Linked DNA regions of Rattus norvegicus: region 1 is linked to region 2. A link is a contact called in public Hi-C data. All regions are on one chromosome and are shown on one strand. Each heading gives the region's core, a stretch centred on a gene start, on an enhancer-like site or on the middle of the called end of the contact. The rest is flanking DNA. Distances are from core to core; before and after follow the strand shown. Region 1 holds the start of Ednra (endothelin receptor type A). Region 2 has its middle 200 kb from the start of Ttc29.

Region 1 (3,299 bases), core at 702-3,201, 290 kb before region 2:
ATAGTGACAGGAGGCACAATTCTTTTAATTTCCTGATTGCTTTGTGATTAACGGTTCCCAGTTCCCCAGTGGGAATAGAATATTTAGTAATAGTTTTCTTTAAAATGAGAGACAGAGGCCTTTTCCATAAACAAAATAGCTTTATGACCTCTATTAGAATCATCCAAGAGGGGACTTCATGAACCACTTGGCTGTCACAGCCACTGTACGACTCGTGTAGAGCTCAGTGGTCCTCACATGAGTTTGCTGTTTTCCTGGATCAGCTGATTGCTACAGGCACTGAGAAAGTTTCAACCATGGCTTCTTACCATGGTGTGAGCCAGCTACCTTTAAAACCTCCTTCCCTTCCTTCCTTCCTCCCCTCTTTCTTTCCTTCCTTCCTTCCTTCCTTCCTTCCTTCCTTCCTTCCTTCCTTCCTTCCTTTCCCCCAACAAAGACACTACCAAGAACTCATTTCTCTTGACACCTCTGTCAGCTCACCACATCTAAGGGACATCTGTCAAAAACATGTGGATGCCATATTGCCACAGAGTGAAAAAACACAAAACCAAATAAAAGAAACCTCTTTCGAGTACATGCTTTCCCAGGGACGGATCTGTAGCTCATTTCAGTGTATTCTAGTTAAGTTTCGACAGGCATTGTCTGCTGTAGTCAGCCAGAGCTCTGGAGAAGCAACTCGCATGCGGACCAGAAGGACATGTCTACGGATTCAGCCTTTTTCCTTTTGTGGGCCTAGAGTTTGGTGGTACACAAAGCTGACCCCTCAGTGCTTTATTTGATGTATCAGATTCTCAGGACAAATGTTCACTTGCCATTAGGAATTTGGAAATTCCAACAGCACCCAAACTGCACAGTTTAAGTCAGGTAATTTATGTGATGTGGTTGCTGAAGTGTTTCAGTTAGCCCAGCTTTAAAAAACAGATGAGTTGGTGGTTGTGAGGAAACCAGAAACAACTACAAGTGTGTGTGTGTGTGTGTGTGTGTGTGTGTGTGTGTGTGTGTGTTGTGTATTAAACTAAGAACTTTTTCTCGAGTTCTCTGTGCTTTTGCTCTCTGGATAAGACAAATTATCCCACTCTCCTTGGGGGCACCCTCTGACTTTAATATACCTTCGCCTGGGGTCTGCAGAGGTGAGGCCATTAGGGTGGTGTAATCAGAGGTGGCTTATCTACAAACAGTCCCAGTGTTCTGCACATGAAAGGCAACAAGTGCCCTTTAAAGGACAGGGCAGCCCAGAGCAAACCGCCCAGACCTCCAACAACAGGCAGATTTCCAACCCCAGCTGCCATCGTGGTGTGAGGAGGGGTACACAGAAGTCGGTTCTTCACAGTAGCCTACGCACACCCAGGGTGCGGAATTAGAAAAGACCAACTTCACCAGGAGGCTTTGGAGCAAGCGCCCTGGGTGTGGATGCTCTTGAAAGCTCTTGCCTGCCTGTGGAGAAAAAGACATCCCCTGGGCGAACTTCTAGGCTCCCCTTTCCTAAAAATCCGAGTCAAAGCTCAATCGTCGTGTCTGGTGTCCACCCCCCTCCCCCAGCGCTCTTCTCCCAGGAAAGCGCCTCACACTGGGCGCCCGGGCAGGTAGGTGCCAGGCCCCGCTGCTGTGTTTCGCCGGCGCTGCGCGACACCCCTGTTCCTCCCAGTCGGTTCCCCGGGTGGCAACCCTGCCCCTAGTCTCAGCCCTGGTTCTCAGAAGGAAAGGCTTGCACCGACCTTAGAGCTCCTCGGACGCAGACAGCGCCAGGTCCGCGCCGGAGCCAGACGGAGCCTGAGCTGGAGTTCGAGGGTGGCGCGCGACCAGGGCTGCAGCCCAGTCTCGGCTGGAGGAAACTTCCCAGGACGGCCCGGCTTCTCTAGAGGAGATCTCGCTCAGCCTGCAAGCTCCTGCGATGGTCCGTTGGATCAGAGAGAGGCTCCCCACCTCTTTAGACACAGCTGCCAGACCAGAGGGGATGGGTGTGGGCGCGAGGCTCCCAAGGAAAAGCAAACTCTGGAGGAACACGCCTCCCGCGATCCTCCTTAGGCTCCAGACTCCCAGACCTTCTCTACTCTGGGACCGAACTGCAGGAGCGCTATCCCGCCTGCCCTCCAGGGAGCAGCCACCAAGCTGCGATGCTGCTGCCCCCGCCAGGCCCTGAAGGGCAGGGATCTTTAACTATTTCCTTCCTGAGATGAAGCTGGGGGTTAGTCTAGGATGGGTAGGTTTGAAAAGTATAGAATAACAGACCAGACACAAGGTTGTGTAGAGTTTTAGGAAGAAATTCAAGACACTTGAGCAGTGAGTACGGGAGAGTTTGATGAGCAGGGGAAGCCAGGGAACAAGGGCTATGTCTCCTTTGTCCCCTATCAACTTTGCTTAGCTTGTTAGTACTCTTCACTTTAGAGGAAATTAAAGAATCCAGGTGGACAGGTCTTTAGCTCAAGTGTGCCCTGCAGGATAACAAAGCCTTAACCCAAGGCACACAGGGGAGCTGGGGGGTCTGTGGAAAGTTCTAGGTTGTGCTCCAAGAAATAATCATGTCCGAAAGTTGAAATGACAATGGGGATACCTTTCAGAAGAGAGTGTCTTTATCACGGACTGTGTTAAGTTTGTATGATAAGATGGGGGAGTGGGAGGAGAGATAAGGGCCCAACACCAGGGCTCCTGGGGAAGGAGGCTTGACTGTATGGATGCCCAAGAGGCTCATTGTTTCCCCACAGTATCTACAGTGGAATTGAACCTGTTTGTTCTTGGGACATCTCGGAGAAGAGGGAGATAGGACTTATCTTCCCTAGGGATGGGTTTTAGCAATAGCTCCCGCACAGTGTGGTGGCCAGATTCCAAGAACAAAAATCCCAAAAGAGAGGAAATAGAAAATGCCACCTACTTAAGGCTTGGTCCAGATAGTGAGACAGAGGAGCTTCTGCTCAATTCTGTTAGCCACTGATCCCTGATTAAAGGGGGAGGGCACAGAGACGCCACTGTCAGGGGCCTTTTTGTAAAACTGTCACAGCAATCAGCAGAACACCCCAGTGGAAAGGATTTTAATATTCTCCTAGTACTGTTGGGGCAGGCATTACCCTGTCCACTAATCTGGTGCTTATTCAGAGTTTCTCCAGGAAGGACCCACAATAATCGTCTCAGTCTGCTCCGAAGGGGTTAGCTTTTGTGGCGACAGCTTGGCCACATTATTTTCCAGGAAGGAAAGTTACTGCCTCCTTCCAGAAGACTGATCATAACTTGGTTTGTGAAATGTACGGGGTCTCAGGCCCTGCTCCCTGGTGACATACAGTGCACCGTCTGTATAACTGAGCATG
Region 2 (3,258 bases), core at 699-3,198:
CTGAGGAGATCCCTGATGTTCACTCTGTGCCAGACTGCGACCGTCCTATGCCGGCTGTGCCGGCATGTTGTTCTTATGTGTCAGAGCCTGTTGGAGTAAATGGGTTGCGTTCTCCCTAAGATCGGTCTTTATCACTGTTTGCCTAGGGTTTACTGGTTTCTGACAACTGCTCTAACAAAACCCTCTGCCTGCCTTACTCAGCCACACGGGAATGCTATTGTTACATTGTTTTTCTGCTCCACTCCATTGTGGTGCTAGGAATGCTTTTCTGTCATGATCCCCTGCCATCAGTGAGGGTGCTTTAAAGAAGCGCTAATTAAAAACTCTCTTAAACTTGCATGTTTTCAGTGTGGACCAGGGAACGAGGAGGTTTGAAGCAAGACAGCTGTGAGGTTTGCCTAGCAGCTGGATGCTCCCTGGATTAGCTGGCTCCCTCTTTTCTAGTGGTGGATAACCACTTAAAGGAACAGACCTGACTGGGGAAAGGCACACCTATGTGTAGTTATAGGGACACGCTTTAAAGATTGGGCACAGTTTTCTACACCACCAGCTTTGCTCTCAAAAAGACACACCGCCCAGTTTTAATACTTGCAGAGTTTTAGGAAAATGTAGGGGATTTTTGGGGTGGGGGTGGGGGGTTGCATCCATTCCGTTCTTCTGTGGACTAGGCTAAGATTCTGGGTATCTCTCCCCGAGAGATCACCATGAGAGGTTTAGTAATCACAGAGAGCAGCTGGGTAGAAAAAGGAACTCAGATGCAGAGAAGTGACTCTCGATGGCTTGTAAAACCCTGATGTCTTTCTTTACGCATAGCTCCTGAGATGACTGGCCCTCCTGTGTTCTGTGACTTTGTGTCCATTTCAGTGACCTGTGCTCTGTTGGAAGTCCAGATCCATCCGAATCTTCCTTTCTGTTCGCTTTTGGGTTACCATTCCGTTGGAGGTATCACATGACTCCTAATGACGCTGTATCTCCAGAAACCGGACTCGGCGTAGCTGAGCAATGTTTTTTAAAGCTGCATGTATCGGATGTGTTGTTGCTGCCACTGAGAACGGTGACTATTATTGATGGATCTGTGGCACACTGAGAGACAAAGTTCACCAGCATAAATATGGCCAGTCAGAAAGTTGGCAGACAATGGCAGTTGTCTGCTCACTAAAGGATCCAGTTGAGCTTGTGTAGGCTCTGGGCTCCCAGGAGCACACGAACTTCACACGATCTCTTGGATAATGTTTTAAAAGTGCTTTTCTAGGACTTTATTTTTCTGTATGATCCATATAGTTCTAATGCTATAAATATATTTCTTTAATTCTCTTTTCCTTTCATAAGAAAATCTTTATAATTCTGACAAATAGTGACTATGCTATTTTGTTTTGTAATCCTCATATTAAGCAGTTGGTTTGCTTCTAAATCCTGCTGGTGTGACTAATGCCGGGAAGCCGTATAACATCTTCATGTCAACAGCTCTTTCCCCGACCCTGGACTTGATTTTTTTTCTTGGACGCAGGGCAGGCAAAAGCCTCAAATGTGATGCTGTGGTTACAGAAGGTGTAAACATTTTCCAAGCTCCTAAAAGCTGTTACGGAACTGTGTGCTTGGTCTTTTCATCTCTAAAACAAGTTTTTAATAATACGAAATGTGTATTCAATACAAGTTGGTCCCTGCTGTAGCTGGTATTGTCTTATTGCACCTTTGTCTTCTTGGAGGAGATGGCTATCGTAATACAATCTCGATCACTAGACTGCTCTGTGTGCTTTTTATTTTCTCTCCATATTTGCAAAATGTTTTCAGTTCTTGGTTTTTATTCCTTCTGAGTGCCAACAGCTCTCCTCTTATGACAGCGATCTTACTTTTCTCGGTTTTCTTCTCTTCTGTTAATCAAGAAAACTAGAGTATGTGCGAAAGGAAGTAGCATTGTCTATTCAAGATGACGTGAAACTCTTCCCTCTAGTGGCCGTGCCCTAAACTTGCAAGCCAGCAAACAGCACCCAGCTTCACATGTGAAGGGATGGGCACCCAATGGTTTGAAAACTCTCCTGATGCATCAGATGACTACCTCTATGTCCGTCAAGACAGCCTTCCTCTTCTCTACCAAGGAATTAGTTTATATCTCCGCTTCCAAAAACACCAATTTCAATAAATGTTCTGGAGACAACACTCTCAAAAATTGCTTTCCTGCAAACCACCCTGCCGGCAGAACTACCACTACCTACTGATGTATATCCAGAGACTTCAGAAAACAATAGACCACTAAATCTTAGATCATAGTGGGTAAAGCATCTTTAAATGAAATATCCCCTCTTTTCAAAAATGATACCATATAAATGATACCATATACAATTTAGTTACGATCTAAAAATATTTATTTATCATTATGATGTGAGGGATACAAGTTCACATGATGATCATGGGAACACACACGAGATATTTGTATGTTTTTAATGGTTTAGTGTGTAGAATGATGTGTGATGTGTTCATTGGCTTATTTCTGTTAATTTTTCTTTGTTACTTTGCTTTAATAAAAAGTAATTTTCAAAATGAGTGAGTAGATGGATAAGGCAAAACAAAAGCCGTATCTAGGAGTGTGCCGCACAGAAGCTGTTGAAGAGAGGGCGGACGGAGTCCATCCAACTGTGTACCTTTTTGCTGTGATGTAGACCGAGGCAGTAACAGGGATGGTGACAGTTTTTTCTGCTTCTACACAGATACCGCCTCATTCAGTGGGTACCAGTGTTTGTTATTGCCTCCAGTTGGGAAAGGGACAATTAGTGATGTGTCTGTCCTTTGAGACTCAGTTCATTAATCCTATTCAGCATGTGTATAGTTGGTCCTAACTTCAAACAGGCAGAATTGCTACCTTCTGGAGAAAGAACCTCTCCATTTTACTACGATTAGCTTCAAAATCGGGCCTAAAACCCGATTAATTTCTTTGAAAGCTTGCTAAATGGACTCTGTGATTTTAATACGTGAGTTCAATTCTATGTCGTAGAGATCATTTTGTGTGTGTGTATATTTATTGCACAGTTCAGAAATCCCAAAATAGCTGAAGAAAACTAATACTCCATTTTAAAATAGTTTGACAGTTATACTTGGTTTTATAAGCATGGGTTTCTTAGCATTGAGTAGACCAGAAAAATCAACAGCCAAAGTATACTTCATGATAGCTGTGCTAAGCAGAGCCTGGCATCTTTGTATGCATCATTGGGTGCATTTTTACAATATCTCATTTTACAGAATGAAAAATAAAATGTATAGGAA

The links. A called contact is a pair of places that touch in the nucleus more often than the background predicts.
Region 1: a contact with region 2 is called in a Hi-C map of the Rat2 cell line, with 4 times the contacts expected there. The contact joins the promoter of Ednra here to the enhancer-like site in region 2.

The regions. Positions count from the first base shown.
Region 1 is chr19:47,136,576-47,139,874 of GRCr8, reverse strand. Ednra (endothelin receptor type A) reads right to left here and starts at 1,951. Exons shown (of 8, transcript NM_012550.2): 1 at 1,716-1,951.
Region 2 is chr19:46,850,976-46,854,233 of GRCr8, reverse strand. No RefSeq gene overlaps it. Among named protein-coding and RNA genes, the nearest start is that of Ttc29, 200 kb to the right of the region's middle. Within about 2 kb of position 1,948, at least 3 of the 93 cell types and tissues checked have an H3K27ac peak or open chromatin away from gene starts, as enhancers often do.